Linked DNA regions of Xenopus laevis: region 1 is linked to region 2. A link is a contact called in public Hi-C data. All regions are on one chromosome and are shown on one strand. Each heading gives the region's core, a stretch centred on a gene start, on an enhancer-like site or on the middle of the called end of the contact. The rest is flanking DNA. Distances are from core to core; before and after follow the strand shown.

Region 1 (4,541 bases), core at 965-3,464, 97 kb after region 2:
TATGCTCTCTGTGTGAGGGATGTGGCCCAGGGATGTTATGGGTAATCCTTCACACAAGGAGGAGCCACCAATCAGTGCATGAAGGAGGTGGAGTTGCTGGAGAGCAGGCCCAGACTGGCAATATGTGGGTTCTGGTAAATGCCAGAGGGGCTGATGTAAGATGCTATAGACTGTCACTATTTGGTGAGCTGCTAGAGCCTCTGTGTACCTAGGGTTGCTACCCACCCGGTATTTTACCGGCATGGCTGGTAAAAAATGATGTTTGATGTCAATGCTATTAATAGGGAAAAAGAAAAAAAAATATAGGAATGCCATTGCCAGTATTTTTTTCCAGAAGAGGTGGCAACCCTATGTGTACCTGAAATGGCAGGGCCTATTTTGAATTTCAGTCAGCATCGGATTGGGGGTCCTGGGCCCACTGTCAGTGGAGCTTCAGGGGCCCAAACACCACCCTTTGGCCCCCATTGAATCTGCAAACCACCCCCCTCCGGCCCTGCCCCCCGTGTACCTTATTTTTAACTTGTTGCGGCCACAATCGGGCCAGGGGGGCATGTAAAGGTGCATTGCCCAGGGTTACCAGCACTGAGCAGGTCTGGGTTGATGAGGCCAACCTGTTTTTTTCCCAGTGTCTCGCCAGCGCTGTCCGACCCTGGTCTCAGCCCAGACTAGGGTTGCCACCTGGCTGGTATTTTACCGGCCTGGCCGGTAAAAGTGATGGTTGATCCCAATGTTATTAATAGGGAAAAAAAGATAAATATATAGGAAGGCCGGTATTTTTTTCCAGAAAAGGACTGTGTTAGACAAGAGGCCTCCGTAAAAAAAAAAGGCAGGGACATCGTAGTGGGAGTCTGGAAAAGGGACCCAGTGAAATAGGGCTTGTAGTTAGTAAGTTTAGCTTGTCTCTAGATGTCAGTTCAAATAAGCAGTTCTAAGAAGGGACAGAATGAGTTTGTTTTATATCATTTGTAGAATTATCCGTGAAATAATATAGAGCCACTGGCATAAGTCAGACCCGGTGGACCCTGGCTCTTTTGGGCCCCGCCGGCCCAGACCCGATCCCTGCACTCCCTCTCCTTACCTCCCTCCATGACCCTGGTCACGCTGACACACTGTAAAAAGTACGTGAGCACATGGGAGGGGTAGTGATGTTCGGGCCAACCTCACACTCCTCTTCGCGGGGGGCGGGTTGAGCTCTTTTCCTGCTCTCCCCGCCCGCCACCTTCAAATGCCGGCTTTATGGCCCCACCGCTTTTGTGAGGTCAATGGCGGGGGCGGCGTTGGTCTATAAAAGGACCCCGGAAGTCGGATGCGGGCGTGTGTGGGCTGAGGGAGGACAGGTGAGGGTTGGGACCCGCACATCACTGGGGGAAGGATTTTACTGCTGGAGGGCCAGGGGGTTGATGCTGGGGGGGGCAGTAGGACGCTGCCACTGCTTATTTGATAACAGTGAATGAAATCTGTGTGAGAGACAGCAGAAACCCCATTTTACGTTTTTTAAGGGGACTGCAAAAAAAAAATGGTGTAAAATGAAGGAAAACTTAAAATCAGGGTATGCAAAACTGAGGTTTCAATGTATATTGTAACTATCCAGTGTGCTAAGTGATCTTCCTTCTATGCCTAGGTTTCTTCTTACAGAGCCACTGGCACACAAGATTTCTTCTGAAAATAAGAGTTATAGTTGATCTTGGAGACCTGTTAGCTCCACTATTTTGGGCCCAGCTAAGAAAGATCGAGAGTCGCATGTAGCACTGCATGGGGCTCAAATTTCCATGTATTTCACAACTGCGGGTATTTAATTCCTTGAATAAACACATAGAGATATATAGCAGGGGTTAAACCTTACAATGGAAAGTAGTAGAGGGAGATCTAAGAGAGCTGCAAAGAAAAAATCAGGGCACTTTTTCATCTTTTCCGCTTGTAACGTTCCCTTTAGAATGCTGATGAACGTGGCACGTGGGTGAGCAATGTGTTGCTGAAATCAGTTCAAAGCTCCTTTTTTTATTATTAAAAAACAGCCTAATGATTGGAGACACGTCCCTATCTGGCGAGCGCATATTCTCAGCCCCTGGGTTGTCGCGTGTGGTGAAACTGGAACGAGGTGATCTGCCAGTATCAGCCACCCAGGCCGTCTCTACACGCCAATAATCTGCGCCCTGTAAACACCGTGTGTGATGTGGAGTGAATGTGTCCTGTGGGAAACGCGCGCAGGGAAGGACGAGTTTTTAGCCGGGAGGTACCTCCTGGCTTTTTCTTTTGAACACACATACATAGGCAATATGGGCCTAGCTCCCTTCAGTGAAATGGACTCTGTGTGTTGATTGGCCGTGTGTTCCATGTAGGCTCGTGTGGAATGAAGATGCTGGGAGCCAGGTGGGCAGTTGGTCGGCTAATATGTGCAGAAATATGTGTGTGTCATATACAGGGATTGAGAACATTTGAGAAGCCAGGGGCGTAACTACAGAGGAAGCAGACCCTGCGGCTGCAGGGGGGGGCAGGAGGTATAGGGGCCCCATGAGGCTCTAATTCATATAAAATGTCAATGAATATTGGTAAAACAGGTCAACCTCTAGACATTTTGGGGGCCTGAAAAATTATTTGCTATGGGCCCTAGTAAAATCTAGTTACACCACTGTGGGAAGCTATCAGATATTTGGAACGCTCAGTATGACTGATGAAATAGCAGCTATAATATAAAAAAGTTGGATTAGAATTCTTCAGAGTTGTCCTTAATACGGTGCAATTACAACTATCTGGGGCCTTGCAAGGACTTCATTGTGCCCAGTGGCACCCAAGGCAGAATACCCATCAACCCGCTTTCCCCAGTCCCCTGTTCTCCCACTCACTCAGCACTAACCATGCTCCATGTTCCCTCTGCTGCCGGTCTCCATTCTCTCTCTCTCCCTCCACTGCCAACTGTTCCCCCCCTAAATGCCCCCCCCAATGTGCTTCTCCTGCCCTCCACAAATTCCTAATCTGCCTTCAAACTGCAGACTGGTAAATGCCAAATACTAATTGGTTGTTAGAGGTTCCACGCCTGGTTTCTGCAATATTGGGTCAAGTGTAGGGGAATGTAATAATAGGAGCAGGAGTTTGGTCCAGGTCTAGTAACCCATAGCAACCAATCATCAAATAAATTAATGCTGATTGGTGTTGGGCAAGCCTATTATCTTATTCCCTCTTAGTGTCAAACTGATCATTACTGTTCTAATATTTGAAGGTGTTGCTTCTGATTTTAAAAATGAATTATTGCAGAATGGAAAATATATCCTTCAGGCACAGAGAGTCCCTGCCCTTTAGAGCTTGCAATCTAATTTTATGGTACCTGGAGCAGAAAGAGAGACAAAGTGGCGTTCCCAAGGTTACATGCGCCCATAATTGGCACAAGAATCAAGCACAGACTTCCCTTGAGTCCATTGCCGGTGTCTGTGCCTCCCCCCTCCCCTTGCCTATAGGATGGAAATGAACAAAGACATAGTGCATGATTTAATGTAATGTTCAGATCAGTCCTCCACTATATATTTTTTATTAGAGTCTGCGCACCCAACCTTATTGGGAAGGAGTGCTGCAAGCAGTCTCGAGTGCCAGGCTGTAGATGATAGAATCATAAGAGCAGAAAAATCCCTATATCTAAATCTTTCCTGTTTTGTTTTTTTTCCCCTCTCATTCCAGATAACTAGCCCAAGTCATGCAGTCTTTTCGGGAAAGGTGTGGTTTCCATGGCAACCAACAGAACTACCAACCAACATCACAAGAGTCATCACGCCTGGAGAATTACCGACATCAAAGTCAGCCGGCACTCAACTGTGAGCGGCACAGGGAGGTGACCAAAAACTACTATGCTCACACATCCTACCAAGGCTATGAAAACAGTGTGGGGGAGAAGTACCCCAGGGACGACAAGCACATCATTGTTCAGCAGCTGCAAGGAAGAGTGTCTTTTGCCAGTTTCTCAGAGGGTAATGTGTACCCCGGACATTATACAGGGGAAGATGGACTACAGAATTGGGCTCAATCTCAGACTTTGGGTGGGACCAAATACGAGGAAAACCTAATAAAAAAGACACCCGGGGAAGGAAGGGGTTACCAGGATCCAGCTGGGCAGAACCCGTTCCGCTCACATTCACTGCATCACCCACAGCAACAGGCCCTGCCCTATGCCAAGATTCCCAGGCAGAAAGTTCAGAACAATGTTCCATCCTCTCCTCTATCCTTTTCCCAAGCCTCCCACTTCAACCAGAGTTTCCCAACGTCAACCTATTCCACAGTCACAGGGGGAAGCCAAGTCTCCCACACTTACAAGAGCTGCACAGCCCCCTCCAACCCTCAGCATGACCACAACATGGCTGCGGCAGGTCAGCTGGTTCAAGCAATGCATGGCTACCAGTCAACTCGAATGACTTCTTACGAACAGCCACAGCTCCACCATGCTCAGGAGACACTGCACTACCAAAATATGGCCAAATATCAACACTACAGTCAACAGAATCAAACTTACTGCCAATCAGAGACTCCCAGTCGAACTCCAGAACAGTATTATCAGC
Region 2 (4,296 bases), core at 138-2,637:
AGCTAAATAACTCAAAGCCGATAAATAATAAAAACTGAAAACCAGTCACAAATGGTCTCAGAATATCACCCTCTATATCATGCTAAAAGTTAATTTACATGGGGAGAACATAAAAAGAACTGTAAGGCAACAACATTAGTTGCTTAAAGGGCAACTAATACAGAAAATGTCTCTGCATAAATAATTCCTGTAGCAGCTGCAGTGTACCTCCCACCACCCTTAAACAGGGAGGACTTATTGGAGAGTGGATTTAAATGGGTTCCTGAGAATAACAGGACATGGTCAGGATATATTTTAATATTCAAATTTTGGGAGGTGGGGGAATGGTGCCAATATACACAGTGTCACTGCAATAGATCTTACCTATGCTTGAGTGGCCCTACCTGGCCCAGCGTTCCCCTATGGATACAAAGGGCAGGTATAAATAACACAGAACCTTTCTCAAGCCTAAATTGGGCTCTTCTTAGTCTCCAATGGGATCTCTCCTCTGTTGGTATTTCCCCTGGGGGCACAGCTAAGGGACCAGGGGCACATTAAGAGGCATCATCAGCTGGGGCAAGTACCAGCAGTTCCCCCAATGTGAGTACTTAAAAATAGTTTCCATTGGTTCCTATGAGGCAAGTCACACTATATTGTCGCACAGAGTGTCCTTTATCACTGCTGGTTTTAGGCTTGGGCAGAAAAGTTATTTGCCTTTAGTCACCATACCACAGGGACATGTGTAATTGTATAACACATAAAATATATGACTATATATATATATATATATATATATATATATATATATATATATATATATATATATATATATATATCTACCAGCTGCTGTTAAAACAAAAATTCCCAGCGTCCCACCAGCAGGGGAAACAAAGGCCTGTGTCCCTATGGGGTAAAAATAGCAGCTATTATTATCCTGCTGAAAATAGAGACAAATAGTGCGCATGGCATGGCCCAAAAACGTCAGGGACATGCTGGTAAGATCCATCAAAGTCGATATTAAGGTCCAGTTTTGGGGTTGGTGACCCAGTTTCTGGGCTTGACCCAATTAGCTGTGAGAAAGGTGCAGGCCTGAACTGAGGCCTGAACTGGCAGTTGGTGGGTTCTGGCAAATGTCATAGGGGCTGCTATAAGAGGCCATAGTCATTGGGCTGGGGGACTGTTACTGGGAAATTGAAATGTCAGTATTTATAGCGGATTGTGCCCAGTGTTGTTGTTCTTTGCCCATGGGCTACAACCAGGTGCAGGTGCAGATGTGATTGGCTTCCTTCCTCTCCCTTGTTGGGTGAGGGTCCCACATTGTGCTTGCTGCAGGGGTTAATCTCAGCTGTGGGAGGAGATGATCCCTGTAGGTGTCTCTAGCCACTTGAATTCACCACTAGGGGGCGCTCCTGACCTTGGCGTCATACCTATTTGCCCTCCCTCCTGCTACACTCAGTGCAGCCTCCTGTGCGACTCTTTGTAGCGATATTGAGCGCTGGAGCGGCCACTACTCACCTGCCTGATTGCCACTGCCCCGAGCTCTGCCGGATTAGAGGAGAAGATCCCCCCGCGCATGGTCTGCGCCCACAGGGACCCGACACTGAAGAGCTGGCGGGGGAGAGAGGTAAGTGGCGAGAGGGGCTGCACTTAATGGGGAGAATGTGTCCGTTCAACCAACTAATCATGTATTGTACCCTCCCCCCCCAAAGCAGAACCCCCTTATTCGTCTTCTGATCCCCCTTATTCCTGACTGACACCCCTCCTAGCTGTACTGGACTGGGCTGTTTAACCCCTTTGCTACTGGACTGGCTGCTACTTAGCTGATGTTGAACTGGGCCAGGGGGGGGGGCAAAGTGGCATTTAACCCCTTAGCTACTGGACTGGCTGCAAGGTGGCACTTAGTTTATTAGCTGATGTTGAACTGGGCCAGGAGGGGGGGCAAAGTGGCATTTAACCCCTTAGCTACTGGACTGGCTGCAAGGTGGCACTTAGTTTATTAGCTGCTGCTGGACCAATGGGATGCAAAGTGGCATTTAACCCCTTAGCTGCTGGGCCAAAGGGGGTGCCAGGTGGCATTTAACCCCTTAGCTGCTGGACTGAAGGGGGTGCAGGGTGGCACTTAGTTTCTTAGCTGCTGCTGGACCAAAGGGGGGTGCAAGGTGTCATTTAACCCCTTAGCTGTTCGACTGGAGGTGGTGCGAGGTGGCATTTAACCACTTAGCTGCTGGACCTGAGGGAGTTCAAGTTGGCACTTAGCTTCTTAGCTGCTGAACTAGAGGGTGTGCAAGGTGGCATTTAACCCCTTAGCTATTAGGCTGAAGGAAGTGCAAGGTGGCACTATTAGGCCTTCAATGTACATATATATATATATATATATATATATATATATATATATATATATATATATATATATAAAATTTATTTTTTTCCTTTTATTATCTAAATGTATCTGTAATGAGTGCTTTCTTTGTGACTACAATGTCGTTGCAAACACACACTTTCTTGTGGCGCCTTGACCCCAGACAAAGATCGCACCCAACAGACGTCATAATGCTCCAGCCCTTGGCATCCACTGTGTTCACGTGGGGGTTATAACGGTGCAGCGGTGTGTGACTATAACAAAACCGTCCCCCCTGTTTGTCAGCTGTAGGTTAGAGAGCCAGGGCTGGTAGTGAGAAGTTGGTCACAAGGATTTAGGATTTCCCTAGGAATTAAGGGCAGCTAGATGATTTATACGTGTGTATATATATATATATATATATATATATATATGTATATGTATGTGTATATATATATGTATGTAATATATAGGCTAGAGTACTAGCCAAAAACGTTAGTTCTTATTTTTGACTAATAAACATTGTTATTTCTTTGTAATACCTGTGAGTGCGAGCCTCCTTACACACACACGCGCGCTTGCTAATATAGTAGTGGCCATGATGCCTATGCAAGGTAAGGCAAGATTAGGGAGGGAGTATATAAAATAGCAAATTGGTGGCTGAGTGAAATATGATATAGAATGAGAGTGATGATTCTAAGGTGACTTTAATGTAAGTATCCCACTTGGGATCACGGCACTGACATTCCATTACAGTATGTTATTTGTTACAGGGCATTAAAGGGTTTGTTCACCTTTGAATTAACTTTTAGTATGATGTACAGTGATGTTCTGAGACAATTTGCAATTGGATTTCATTTTTTATTATTTGTGGTTTTTGAGTTATTTAGCTTTTTATTCAGCAGCTCTCCAGTTTGCAATTTCAGCAGTCCGGTTGCTAGGGTCCAAATTACCCTAGCAACCATGCATTGATTTGCATGGGAGCCTGGAATATGAATAGGAGAGGCCTGAATAGAAAGATAAGTAATAAAAAGTAACAACAACAATACATTTGTAGCCTTACAGAGCATTTGTTTTTTTAAAGATGGGGTCAGTGGCTCCAATGCGAAAGCTGGAAAGTGTCAGAAGAAGAAGGTAAATAATTAAAAAAACTTTACAAATTAAAAAAGCAAAGCCAATTGAAAAGTTGCCTAGAATTAGTCATTCTGTAACATACTAAAAGTTAGCTTAAAGGTTTTATCCGTCACAGCATCATACGTACTTGTGGGTGGTATGGATTAAGGTTTATGTGTGTTTGAATAGCAATGCTACTGGGAGAGCTTTTCAGCTGTTTCGGAACAGAATATTTCCTTATTACAGAGGTGCCCAGCAGCAGAAGACAACGCCACAATGCGACTGATTGCAGGGTAGTCACAGGCAAAACTTGTGTGTATTTACCAGACTTGTCTCCCTGCCTGCCCGCTTCCAGGTGTCAGTCACTGGCACAGTGAGAAACAGCTTGAAAATCCAATCTGGCACCAATTTCATATTCTAAATGGAAGCCATTGCCACAGTTCTTCCTCTCTTTCACAGGAATGATGTACTCCTTGGGGCTAAATACAGACATAAACAACAATAGTGTCTTAACATAACATAAGTTAGCACTACATCTATGGCAGTTACATAACATAGTAATTTAGGTCAAAAAAAGACACGTCCATCAAGTTCAACATTTGAACTCTATTCTAACCTGCCAGGTGATCCAGAGGAAGGCAAAAAACCCCATCTGAAGCCTCTGCAATTTGCCTCAGAGGGGGAAAAATTCCTTCCTGACTACAAAATGGCAATCAGACCAGTCCCTGGATCAACTTGTACTATGAGCTATCTCCCATAACCCTGTATTCCCTCACTTACTAAACACCATCCAACCCCTTCTTAAAGCTATCTAATGTATCAGCCTGTACAACTGATTCAGGGAGACAATTCCACATCTTCACAGC

Evidence for each region. Hi-C and Micro-C count contacts between places; a contact is called where the count stands out from the background.
Region 1: a contact with region 2 is called in a Hi-C map of the XTC cell line, with 4 times the contacts expected there. The contact joins the enhancer-like site here to the promoter of rai1.L in region 2. A contact is called at or near these places in 3 of 4 Hi-C or Micro-C datasets (the XL177 cell line, the XTC cell line and animal cap).

What each region holds. Positions count from the first base shown.
Region 1 is chr9_10L:122,537,542-122,542,082 of Xenopus_laevis_v10.1, forward strand. rai1.L (retinoic acid-induced protein 1) reads left to right here. Exons shown (of 5, transcript XM_018236626.2): 2 at 3,670-4,541. The coding sequence starts at 3,686. Among protein-coding and RNA genes, the nearest start is that of LOC108701685, 52 kb to the right of the region's middle. Within about 2 kb of position 2,215, at least 1 of the 7 cell types and tissues checked has an H3K27ac peak or open chromatin away from gene starts, as enhancers often do.
Region 2 is chr9_10L:122,441,169-122,445,464 of Xenopus_laevis_v10.1, forward strand. rai1.L (retinoic acid-induced protein 1) reads left to right here and starts at 1,388. Exons shown (of 5, transcript XM_018236626.2): 1 at 1,388-1,603.